Regions from separate parts of the Sus scrofa genome. Here region 1 is linked to region 2. The links are chromatin contacts, called in public HiChIP or PLAC-seq maps. All regions are on one chromosome and are shown on one strand. The core of a region is the stretch at or near the end of the contact, and the rest is flanking DNA. Distances in the headings are between cores, read along the strand shown.

Region 1 (2,700 bases), core at 102-2,601, 38 kb after region 2:
GAAGGAGACCGAGCCCTGGTGGGCGAGGAGGTGGGGGGTCTCCTTCGGCCTGTGCTCAGAGCACCCTCTCCCGGGCCCCTGGCTTTGCACTCAGCCACGCCTGGGTGCACGGGGTGGCACGCGCTGGGCGGGCCGGGCAGAGGAAGGAACATTCCTCCCCGTGTGCCGACGGGCCCAGGCGGGCGCCGGCAGCTCCGGGCCCCTCCTCGTTGCCCCCCCACCGCCCGCCCGCTTCCGCGGAGCGATCCTGGCAGAGGTAGCCCTGTGCTGGCACAGGTGGAGCCTTGATGTGGCCTTGAGGGAGGCCGGTCTGCGCGCCCGAGTTTCCTTGCCTGAGCAGCGGGCGGGGCGTTGGGGGCGCCGATCCCTGCACTGGAGCAGGTGCGGTTTCCTGCCTCGACCTTGCTGACCGTTGGAGTCTCGTTAGAACCCTGGAGGATGCTTTGGCTCAGTGAAAGTGACCGGCTCTGCTGGCTGGTCACACGGCCAGGGTGCGGGGGGCCTCAGCTTGAGGGCCCAGCCCGGGGGACTCTGCAGGCTGTGGCTGCACCTCTGCCCGCCGGACCTTGCGCCCAGCCCGGCCCAGTTAACCAGGCCAGCTGTATGGTAATGTGCTGCGCGGCCACTCCCGCTTAACGCGGCCGAGTTCCCCTGCCTCGCGCGGCCCAGGACAAAGCTGGCGGACAATGCCTGGTGATTCACCCTCCCTCCGGGCCCTTTGTCCGCCAGGGCTTGGCAGCCGCCCAGCAAAAGCCTTTGTCCCCGACTGATTGAGACTTGGCTTCCCAAAGCCAACCTCCTCCGCCTGTCCCCCCACCGCCCTCTGCCCCTCCCAGAGGCCGGCCACTGTGTCAATAAGGGTGTGTGCCCCGCCAGGTGCGTGGGGCGGGCGGGGAGCCGGTTACCTGGCGGGTGGGCGGGGCGCCCCACCTGGCTCGTGCCGGCACAGCTGCCAGGTGACCTTGGGCCCAGCTGCCCAGGTGGAGAGGGGGTTCTTCCTGAGCCCCTGGCCCATGTCTCCTCAGGCTGGGCACTCGAGCCCCATGCTGCCCGTGGGGAAATTGAGGCTCAGAGAAGGGTGGGGCATGGGCGCCACGGAGGGTCCTGTGAAGCCGCAGGGTGCCCAGCCCTGGACCCCACGGTGACTGCCTGTTCAAGGCCGTATTTCTCCCTGCAGACGTTCATTTTCACCGACGGGGAAGACGAAGCCCTGGCCAAGCGCACGGGTGAGCCCTGCGTGTGGGGAGGGAGGGGGGCTCCACCTCCTGGAAACCCTCCCCTCTGGAGAGGTCACCGAGGCCACGGGCCTGGGAGGGCAGTTTACTCAACGGGTTTGCTCATGGCCCCGCCCCCCCACTCGCCCCCCACCCAATTTTCATGCAAATGAGGCCCTTTCAGCTCGGGCCCTTTGAGCTGCTGTGGCGGCAACAGGTGGCTGGTGCTGGGAAAAGCTGCCTGAATGGGCGGGGGCGGGGCGGGGCGGGGCGCGGCGCCTGGGAGGGGCTAGGCTGGGGGGGCGGGGGGCTCGCCAGGCCCGGGTCCCGCTCCTGCGAGGGGCTGAGTCGGGAGGCCCGCTGTTGCTCGCCCAGCTTGACCGACTGCCACCCCCTTATCTTGCTCTGCTCTCCGGGGACCTGCTGTGTGAGCCCAGGCCCCGGCGGCTCTCTCGCCATCGGCTGGGACCCACTCACAGCCCCTCCCCTTGTCCGCAGGCAACGTGGTCAATACTAACTGCTCGGCCGCCCACAGCCGCCAGGCGCTGTCCTGCAAGATGGCCGTGGAGTACGACCGCTTCATCGAATCCGGGAGAAAGTGAGTGCCGGCCTTTGGCTGGGGCCCAGCGGTGTCCCCGTCCCCTCGCAGGGCTCCTGCCCCGGCTGCGCCCCCCCCAGCCCGCTCCACCCCCGCACGGCGCCCTGACGGCCTGCCTCTTGCCAGGTGGTTCTGCCACGTGGATGATGATAACTACGTGAACGTGCGGGCCTTGCTGAGGCTGCTGGCCAGTTACCCGCACACACAGGACATCTACCTGGGCAAGCCCAGCCTGGACAGGCCCATCCAGGCCACGGAGAGGGTCAGCGAGACCAAGGTGGTGAGTGTTCCAGCCACACAGGCCTGTGGCGCGGGGGTTGGAGGGGCGGCGGCCCCCCCGCAGCCTGGCAGTGGGGTCTGGGAGTCTCACCACGCTCCCCCTCCCACAGCGGCCGGTCCACTTCTGGTTTGCCACCGGCGGGGCAGGCTTCTGCATCAGCCGAGGGCTGGCCCTGAAGATGAGCCCATGGGCCAGGTGAGTGCACTGGGGCACAGGTGGGCCCGCCCCACGTGGCAAGGTCACCACACCGAGGGGCCTGGCTTGGTTCATCTTCCCAGCAGCAGTGGTGCACGGGCAGGTTGGGCTGACCCACCACCGCCCACCGGTCACTAGGGTGGTCAGCACCCAGGTCGGGGAGGACCCCTTCCTGCACCTGGTAACCCCCTCCTTGCAGAGAATCATCAGGCTGGAGTGGAGGAGGGGGCCGTCCTGTGGCTCAGGTGGGGGGGAGCAGCCAGGCGCCAGAGCGTGTGAGGGACACAGACGGGGCTGCGAGCTCCGCTGGGCATGTCCGCCTCCTCCCGGAGCTTGACCAAGCGCTCCGTGTGACATTCTGTCTGGCGGGGTCCCGCCCAGCCCCCCACTTCTGCTCACTCTGGCCCCCTGGT
Region 2 (2,700 bases), core at 42-2,541:
CGCCCCAGACTCGCGGGGTGTGGATGGCGGACCCCGCCCACAGCCCCCACCCCCACCCGGCGGATGGGGTCCTGGGTAAAGATGTTGCCGTGGGGGGCACTGGGGGGGACAGGAACGTTACCCCCAGCTCAGGCCTCTCCTGGCCAGCTCCACCTGGGCCAGCCGGTGGTCACTCAGCACCTGCACCCGGGTGATGGCGGCCAGCGGCCTGTGGCGGTGGGCGAACTGCAGCACCTTGTGCTCCTGGGCGTGGACGTGGAAGTGCTCCGCGTCCGAGCTGACCTCCATCTGGGGGCAGGGGGACAGTGACCACAGCCCCCCGGGCCTCTCTCCTGCCCCTGCATTGAGCTCAGGCGGCTCTGAGTCCAGGAAGCACAGCCGGAGGCCCAGGGTCCCCTCCGCACGTGGAACCCCGTCATGCAGTCCCCCCCACCCAGGGCAGTTCTGAGGCCCCTGCTGGGAGCCCTTCCTCTCTCCTCAGCGGGGTGGCTGGGGGCCCGCAGTGAGACTCCTGCCCTAGCCGGCTGACCTGTAAGCACCTACAGTTAGTGCCCCCCGCCAGGGGCCCCGGCTGCTACGCAGCATCCCTCCCACCAAGCAGCGGGCACCTGATGCGACCACAGGCGCCCCTCCCCCATGGGCCTCCCCCACCCCCGTCACCTCGAAGGGCTCCCCGAGCACCAGCGGGAAGACGGTGGACACCTCCTCCTGGCCCCAGCGACCGCCCTGGAAGGTGTTGGCCACGATGCTGGCGCTGGAGAAGCGGGGCTTGATGTGGAAGACAATGTCCCCCGCCTCCGACAAGAAGTTGATCTCGAACCTGGGGGCATCATGGGGTCCGTGAGAGCTGCAGATGCCTGAGCCGTCACCCGCCCAAGGCCGGGGGGGACCCCGGGAGGGCGATGTCCCTTACTTGTCCTCTCCAGAGTCAGAGTGTCCCTGGACCAGCAGGTTCCAGCCGGGGGCCAGGCCCCCTGCATAGAAGGCTTCAAACTGCAGACAAAAGAGGGGACAGAGACCCCTGGCGTGTGGCCACCCACTTGTCCGGAGGCTCCCCTCCCACCACCCAGTGTGCTCTTTGCTGGGACCCTGGCCCCCTGAGCAACGTTCCCTTCGCGACGAGGCGGCAGGGGTCTAAACGCAATGCCTTCGCAGCCTGATGAGCGGGGGGTCCTGGTGAGCAGGCAGCTCTGGGCGGGAGGAGCGCAGCTGACTTGGGGACCCCACCAGGCCCTGCTCCCGTCGCCCGAGTCCAGGTCTCACCCACCTGCAGTGCCATCTCCCCAGCTTCTGCTGGGCGCAGCGCGAGCCTGGGGATATATGCGGGCTGGGCGGGGCGGGGGTGCGGGAGCCCCACCCCGGGATGGCCTGGTGAGCTCATTGCCCTTCCCTGCCCCCACTCCCCACCCCCCATCCTCGGCTTCCCCCTCCCCCACCAGCAGGTCCTCCATTCAAGCCCCGGACGGGGCGGCCCCCTCCTCACCCTCCTTTCCTCAGGGGCCTGTCTGGCTCTCCAACTCCACTTCTTAGGATCCTCCACCCACCCCGAAAGCAGCTTCTACCCATTCTTGTGGGAAGGGCGGGGCTGAGGCAGCACCCCCCCAGCCTTGACCTCCAGGATCTCAGGGGCCCAAACCCTCCCATCTGGTCTAGCGAGGGGGCCGGGGGAGGCTCTCAACCCTGCCCTGGGCTTCGGGGGCCATTTGGCCACCTGGCACCCCAAATCCGCGTCCCCCAGCCCAGCCTCCCCTGGCTGCCCTGTTCCAGCAACTCGCTGGCCCCACGGGGCAGAGTCGGGATTAGGCTGGGCCGCTGCGGTCAGCGCATTCCAGGGCTTGGGTGGACGGACGGGCTGGGGGAGGGCCTTTCCCACACCCCCTCGCCCCTTCTGGCCTGGCTCCTGGGCCCCTCGCAGCCGAGCTGGGGAGGGGCCAGGCCGGGGGCCCTCGGGAAGCCTGCTGGGGAGACAGGCAGAGTGTCCCCAGGCTTTGGGGGCGGCTGTGGGGGGAGCTGCACTGTCCGGGACCCAGAGAGGAGCCAGGCTGGGCGCAGAGCACCAGGCTGCTGTGTGTGGTGAGCATGCCGTGAGTGTGCCGTGAGCAGGTGGCTGAGTGTGTGAGCAGGTGTGCAGGTGAACGTGTGTGTGGGTGTGCTGAGCCAGGGACCCAGTGGTGGGAAAACTCGAGTGTGCGTGGACAGTGAGCCTGGGTGTGCGGGGTGTCCTGTGCCAGGGTAAGCGTGTGTGGCTCTGGGTGCTGCTGCTCTTTCCCTGCCCAGTGAGTCTCGGGATAGGCATGTACCTGGCTCGCCAGCCCCTTAGGGGTGATCAGCCCGGAGTGCCAGGCCCTCAGAACCCCAGCACTCCCCTTGGGCCATTATTCCCTCCGACCCCTGGTGGTCCCGCCTGGCCTCTCTCCGCTGTGCTGGTGATGGGCGTGTGCCTGTCATTTTTGATGAAGGGGGTGATGCTAAGGCCAAGGCTGGGAAGGGACACGGAGGTGGCCGCCACCTCCAACGGGCAGTGCGGGCCGTTCCATCCAGCCCTGCCTGCAGGGGGCAGCCCTGAGCAGCAGCCCTGCCTGCCTGAGCCTGCTTGCCGTGGAGTTTTGGCTCAGTTGCACATCCCTGTGGAGGGTCCCGGCCCAAGGCAAGAGCTTGAAGACCCCTGATTCAGGCAAGCCTGTCCCTCTGAACCTCCGC

Evidence for each region. HiChIP or PLAC-seq counts read pairs in DNA pulled down with a chosen protein or histone mark.
Region 1: an H3K27ac HiChIP or PLAC-seq map of skeletal muscle shows a contact between it and region 2, with 2.6 times the contacts expected there. The contact joins the enhancer-like site here to the promoter of GRIFIN in region 2. A contact is called at or near these places in 15 of 47 Hi-C or Micro-C datasets (alveolar macrophages, blood, brain and 8 more) and 2 of 2 datasets of contacts at active chromatin or transcription factors (alveolar macrophages and skeletal muscle).

Annotation. Positions count from the first base shown.
Region 1 is chr3:1,814,645-1,817,344 of Sscrofa11.1, forward strand. It overlaps LFNG (beta-1,3-N-acetylglucosaminyltransferase lunatic fringe), which reads left to right. Exons shown (of 11, transcript XM_021085997.1): 5 at 1,178-1,226; 6 at 1,713-1,812; 7 at 1,939-2,092; 8 at 2,202-2,287. Among named protein-coding and RNA genes, the nearest start is that of TTYH3, 38 kb to the right of the region's middle. Within about 2 kb of position 1,352, at least 38 of the 83 cell types and tissues checked have an H3K27ac peak or open chromatin away from gene starts, as enhancers often do. A contact at or near this core is called in alveolar macrophages, retroperitoneal adipose tissue, skeletal muscle and 1 more, where this site is marked.
Region 2 is chr3:1,776,229-1,778,928 of Sscrofa11.1, forward strand. It overlaps GRIFIN (galectin-related inter-fiber protein), which reads right to left and starts at 1,292. Exons shown (of 5, transcript NM_001145219.1): 1 at 1,268-1,292; 2 at 914-993; 3 at 661-820; 4 at 122-288. The coding sequence starts at 1,279. The region is part of intron 2 of LFNG (beta-1,3-N-acetylglucosaminyltransferase lunatic fringe); the gene reads left to right.